2 separate regions of the Zea mays genome follow, and region 2 is linked to region 1. A link is a contact called in public Hi-C data. All regions are on one chromosome and are shown on one strand. Each heading gives the region's core, a stretch centred on a gene start, on an enhancer-like site or on the middle of the called end of the contact. The rest is flanking DNA. Distances are from core to core; before and after follow the strand shown.

Region 1 (2,944 bases), core at 105-2,604:
AGAGAAACAAGGGGAAGGGGATTCTCAGTCACTAAAGATTCTACCTTTCATGACAGTAAGGAAGTAAGGAAACATAATCAAAACTAAATATATGAGGAACATGAACTTCCAAATGTAGTCCAAGAAGCAGTAGAGAACTACAGAAGGGAATAATTCCCAGTAATTAACTTGTTATAAAGAGAATAGGGAGGCATTGCAAAAGTTTATCACCTTGCACGAATTCCGAGGTACACATTTGGTCTATAAGTGCCCCAATACAAACTTTCCTTGTGGTTATTTTGAAACTGCAATCATTTAGGCATGAACCATGAGAAAGCCAACGTAGTTACTCAGTGCATGTTTGTTTGGGTTTATGATCTGCCCAGATTATATAATATAACTTATTTTGAACTAAGTGTTAGTTCAAAATAAGTTAGATTATATAATCTGAAACAAACAGACCCTAATAAAACTGAAGGACACAGCGGAACGAGAGCCTTTCAATTATGCATAATTCAGGGGGAAATACTAGATTGAGAGAAAACCAAATGCACACTAGAAAAGAAGTGCAAATGCATAGGTTAGTGTGCATTTTACCAAAAGCAGTGTTCAGTTGACAGGTAGCATATTCCAAACAATTTGACTAGCTTTGTTTACCAACATCAATATATACTGCTGCACTTTGACATAACTCTGCCATCGTAATATATGAAGTGATGCACGGTTAATAGCTCATGAAGCTAAATCAGTAGTCACCACTACTTCACGAATACATAAAGCAACCCTGCCAAAATCAACTAGAGGCCCTGAAACCTAGAGTGGTGTACTTCAGTACTAGCTTTAGCTGTCGTGCAATTTCAACCTTCGGGACAAAAACAGCATGGCAAACAAATGGGCATCACCTGAGGCAGATCCATCATCCTGGGCGCCGGCAGCGGCGTTACGGAGCGCATGACCTTTCGCAGCGTCGCCGCGCCCTCTCCTTCCACCTCCTCCCACCACCCACCAGTATACACCACGAATGTGACTGACACGAGGGCGAAGGAAGCAACCACGAAGTACGCGAGGGTTCGGGGCCTCACGTCCATCAGGCGCAAGGGGCCAGGGTTGCCGCGGCCACGGCGCTGCGCCGCTGCGGCCGCGGCTCGTCGAGCGCCGGGATCTGGTTCAGAAGCCTCAGAGGGCCTCCCGCGGCTCCTGGCCACGGCGGCCGGACGGCGGGTGCTGCTGCCGCCGCCGGTCATCGGAAAATTCTCGCTGACGATCTCGCCGTTTCTACTAGGGACCGGATTGTGACTGGGTCGAGTCGTCCGTCTCACTTGGGGTCTTGGGAGACTGGACGGGTTTCCATACGTACTCTGCTCCTTTTCGCGTCGCTGCTGGGTAGGGGTGGGCACATTTTTACCATAAACCGAAAACCGAACCGAATCATACCGAACCGAACCGAAATTTCGGTTTTTTTAGTTCTGTTCGGTTTCGGTTTTTGTATCTAAGAAGTTCGGTTTTCGGTATCGTAATCGGTTTCACCGTATACCGAACCGAAAAAACCGAATACCAAACTTTATCAATTCTCAAATTTGACTATTCGATTATGTGAACTAATTGTGTGATACAATTAAATTGTTATTCACTTATTTGTATATGATGTATGATGTATATCTAAATATTTGTACCTATATAATTTTTACTTTTTAAAATTATGTGTAATCTATCATGTAAACTTGTTGTATGTATTGTCTTGATTATAAGTTTGGTATTCGGTTTTTACCGGAAAAACGAAGTAAAAAACCGAAATCGAACTTCTCGGTTTTTTATTTTCTAGAAAACCGATCGGTTTCTAATGTTTGAAAAACCGAAGTTTTTTAAAACCGAAAAACCGAACCGAAGTTTAGAAAATAACCGAATGCCCAGCCCTACTGCTGCGATTGCGTATAAAGAATAAAGGGGTAAGGGACAGATCATATCTGGGACAGCAATAACAGTTACCATTAGATCTAGATCGGATGCACCAGATCGCTTGATTGCATGCTTGCACCAGGATAAGTGATTGCATAGGATATTTTCCCTTGTTTATTCCCCACCTTGCAAATAGATGAATTATAGGGTAGTTTTGCTATTGCTCTACCTGATTTAGGAAAACTATTGTTTTATTATGATCATGTTCCAATTATGTTGTTGTTTAATTACTGTTCATGATAAGATCATATAGTTAATTGGAACATGGAGAACCATCCGGGAAAACAGTGCTACCACAAGGGTGGTATGAGACACTCTTGGTTGACTAATTAGGAAAGCTAGTGGAGGACTACCTTACCTGAAAGGGGCAAGGGCAGTAGGGGAGTGGTCAGTGTAGCGAGGTCCTTGGGTCGATTTTGTTGCGATGGCGGTCAGGCGAGGGATCCTTGCATTGGAGCTTCCTAGAAACTGTAGCGTTTTTTCTGAGGCTAGTGGAACTTTGTAAAGGCCTCGTAGTGTTACCTTGCCTCACCTTCTTGGTAGAGGTGTATGGGATTCATGACCCATTGGCAGATGGGTAACATGACTTGTGGGTAAAGATGCACAATGTAACACCCACTTTGTAAGAAAAGTCTAAAAAGAGAAATTATACTACTTTGTATCTATATGTGTTATCTATGTTTATCATTCCATGTGAACACCAGAAAAAAAACAAATAATTAATAAAAGACATGCTACTAAATTGTGCATCATACCGAAGTCTTTATTTTGTGTGCATTTGGTAACAATAAATAAGGTCAATAGAAATATATTAGTAGCCAAATTGGAAATAAAACATCTAAGTGGAAACTCTAGAATTTGAGAAACAGAAGCATTAGTCAACAAGAATAAAATCTTAAAAATAAATAAACTCATCTCATACCATGTTTAAATGGACATTTAATTTGGAGACAAATTTGTCACATAATTCGAATTTAAATTCAAATTGAAGCTTGAATTGGGGGAGAAG
Region 2 (2,745 bases), core at 72-2,571, 310 kb after region 1:
TATGTCCCTGGGCCCACCTGTCGGGGCCCAGTATCTTTGTGCATGCCCCCCTTCAGCTATAAAAGGGGAGGTATGCGACGTTACACACAAGCTTAATCTTTCAGACCCAACCTCAGACACTCACAAGTTCATACAAGCTCACAAGCAATACATCACACAGTGGAGTAGGGTGTTACGCTCCGGCGGCCCAAACCACTCTAAACCCTTGTGTGTTCCTGTATTCTTCCCGTTTTCCCGACTAACGAGCAAAACGCCTACGCCCCTCCTCATCTTAGGATTTAAGGCGGGTGCACTCTGCCACCCGATCGGAGATTTGCTCTCCAACAGTATATGTCTCTTGTAACTTTAAATCTTGTTTCTCAATTTATATTTATTTGATATAATTAATTTAAATTATCTTTAAATATTGCACTTTTTAATGGAGATGAATTTTTCGTAAAGATAAATTTTCCAACAGAGATGTAGACGAGAGAAAAACCTTCCTCGTGAATGTTCACGTGGATAGAATCTCATTTCAAAATCTATATAGGGCCTCAGACCGTCACCGCCCTGCTGTCCTGCTTGGGAGCAGCTGCTCCCAAGTCAAGCGCCGCCCTCGTACTGGGCTTCTGTCAGTGGACGGCCCATACTGTTGCCTTTCTCAGCTAGCCACGATGTCGCGACCCGGCCCTGCTCCCCGTGCGGCGCGGGGACGTCGCGGTCACCCGCGATCAGGGGACTGGCTGGTGGTGTTTGCTCGTGCGTCCTTGACTCCTTGTGCTGCTTGTTGCTCCGGCGAGTCTCGGGCTAGGCTACCAGTCTACCACGCCCGTCCCAGGCAAGAAACAAGTGGAGCTTACCCTTCATCGAAAATCTTGATCCTGTACTCAGGGGCGAAGCTACATGTTAGCTCGTGGATGCACATGCACCTCCCTAAAATTCAGAATTTAGTTATAATAGTTAAATTTTCACCATATATGCATCACTCATATCTCATCCTTATGCACCCGCAAGGGAGTTGCACCCCAATATATTTGCTCTAGCTTCGCCACTGCTTGTACTCCTCCTGGTAAAGTAAGGTAGATTGCATATTTACTTACCTTGCATTTCTTCTTCACCAAAGAAACACGGCAACATCAGGTCAAGTTGTAAACAGTGCTCCTTAAGCACGACAGAATCCACTCTCCATGCGTGCAAACCGAGCACGTTCGTCTTGTTCCCTAAGCCAAGAAGGTGGGGGTTATAATGGTAATTTCCCCGCGCGTCTCCTTCCCCGGTGTTCGGAACCCCGGTCCGGTCCCCTCGAGCTCGAGGCCTCTCGATTTGAAATCCCCACCTCAAGACCGGGGAAAAAAGATTAGGAGAGGAAAAAAAAAAAGAACGAAGAGCTCTCGATCTAGGGATTCCCTTCCCGGGTCTCGTTGCTCTCCTCGTCCAAATCCCCAGGCCAGCCTAGCGGCGCAGCCTGCACGCCCCCGCCCCCCGGACCATGGCCGAAGACCACCTCTCCTCCGCGCCGTCCGCCCCATCGGCGGCGGCGGCCGCGGCCGCGGCGGCGGTCGGGTCCTCGGTGATCCCAATCGTCAACAAGCTGCAGGACATCTTCGCGCAGCTGGGGAGCAGCTCCACGATCGACCTGCCGCAGGTGGCCGTGGTCGGGAGCCAGAGCAGCGGCAAGTCCAGCGTCCTCGAGGCGCTCGTCGGCCGCGACTTCCTCCCGCGGGGCTCCGACATCTGCACGCGCCGCCCCCTCGTGCTCCAGCTCGTGCACCAGCCGCGCCGCCCCGCCGACGCAGAGGCCGATGAGTGGGGCGAGTTCCTGCACCTCTCGGGGCGTCGCTTCTACGACTTCCGCGAAATCCGACGCGAGATCCAGGTCCCCATCCCTTTGCCTTAATCCCTCGTGCGGTTATTTGGCTGGAATAAACACTTTTACTTGACTGTGCGTGTACATTCAATGGATAATTATTATTGGTCGGGACTTTACTAGTAGTAGTAATATTGTGCTGTGGCTGCTCGCTAGGGCTGCAGATGACTGTTTAGGAATACTCCTGTTGGTTTCGAGGAATCATTCTTCGCGGTGGTTTCTGGTGTGTTCATGGGTCAGCACAGTTGGGCTCTGAGATTGGAACGATGGTAAATGCTAGGTTAGGTGGTGTTGTCTCTGGTGTTCAGTGCTAGTGATGATGTTATTTCGTTGCTGCTTCCTGTGGTGACGATGTGGGCATGTGGTTGTTAACGACTACAGAGTACAGAATGCCATAATTTACTTGGTTGTCTTCAGGTTGGCCCTTGCAGGTTTATTGTTCTCCACATGAGTTAACGAGTTGCTTGGATATTGAAATTCTATATGGGTTATCACGTAGTTTCTTGTTAATATAGTGGTTTCGATGTTGTCCCCAATACAACTTGGTTACATTTGAAAAAAAAACCAATTCAGGTGGTATTAGTGGTTGTCAGGATGATTTGTGGAAAGTATATTTGTGAACCAGAATTTCGAAGTGGAAAGTAAGGTGTACATAAGTTTTAGTTGGGACCCAACATCCTAGTATTTGATAGAACAACAATATTATCTGTCTTGAGTGTTTGGTATTTTGTTTCACTTCAATTACGATGTTTTGTTTTGTTAGTGTGGGCTGGAGTTGAGATTAGTGCTGCACAGACCATTCTTAAACGACTCTCTGCATCTATGCAGGCTGAAACAGATCGTGAGGCAGGTGGTAACAAAGGTGTATCGGATAGGCAGATACGGTTGAAGATCTTTTC

The links. A called contact is a pair of places that touch in the nucleus more often than the background predicts.
Region 2: a contact with region 1 is called in a Hi-C map of tassel, with 2.7 times the contacts expected there. The contact joins the promoter of LOC100383931 here to the promoter of LOC103652327 in region 1. A contact is called at or near these places in 10 of 25 Hi-C or Micro-C datasets (bundle sheath, ear, endosperm and 4 more).

What each region holds. Positions count from the first base shown.
Region 1 is chr3:162,269,654-162,272,597 of Zm-B73-REFERENCE-NAM-5.0, forward strand. LOC103652327 (alpha-glucosidase 2) reads right to left here and starts at 1,355. Exons shown (of 22, transcript XM_020550385.2): 1 at 882-1,355; 2 at 211-284. The coding sequence starts at 1,223.
Region 2 is chr3:162,578,851-162,581,595 of Zm-B73-REFERENCE-NAM-5.0, forward strand. LOC100383931 reads left to right here and starts at 1,322. Exons shown (of 20, transcript NM_001362233.1): 1 at 1,322-1,855; 2 at 2,675-2,745. The coding sequence starts at 1,469.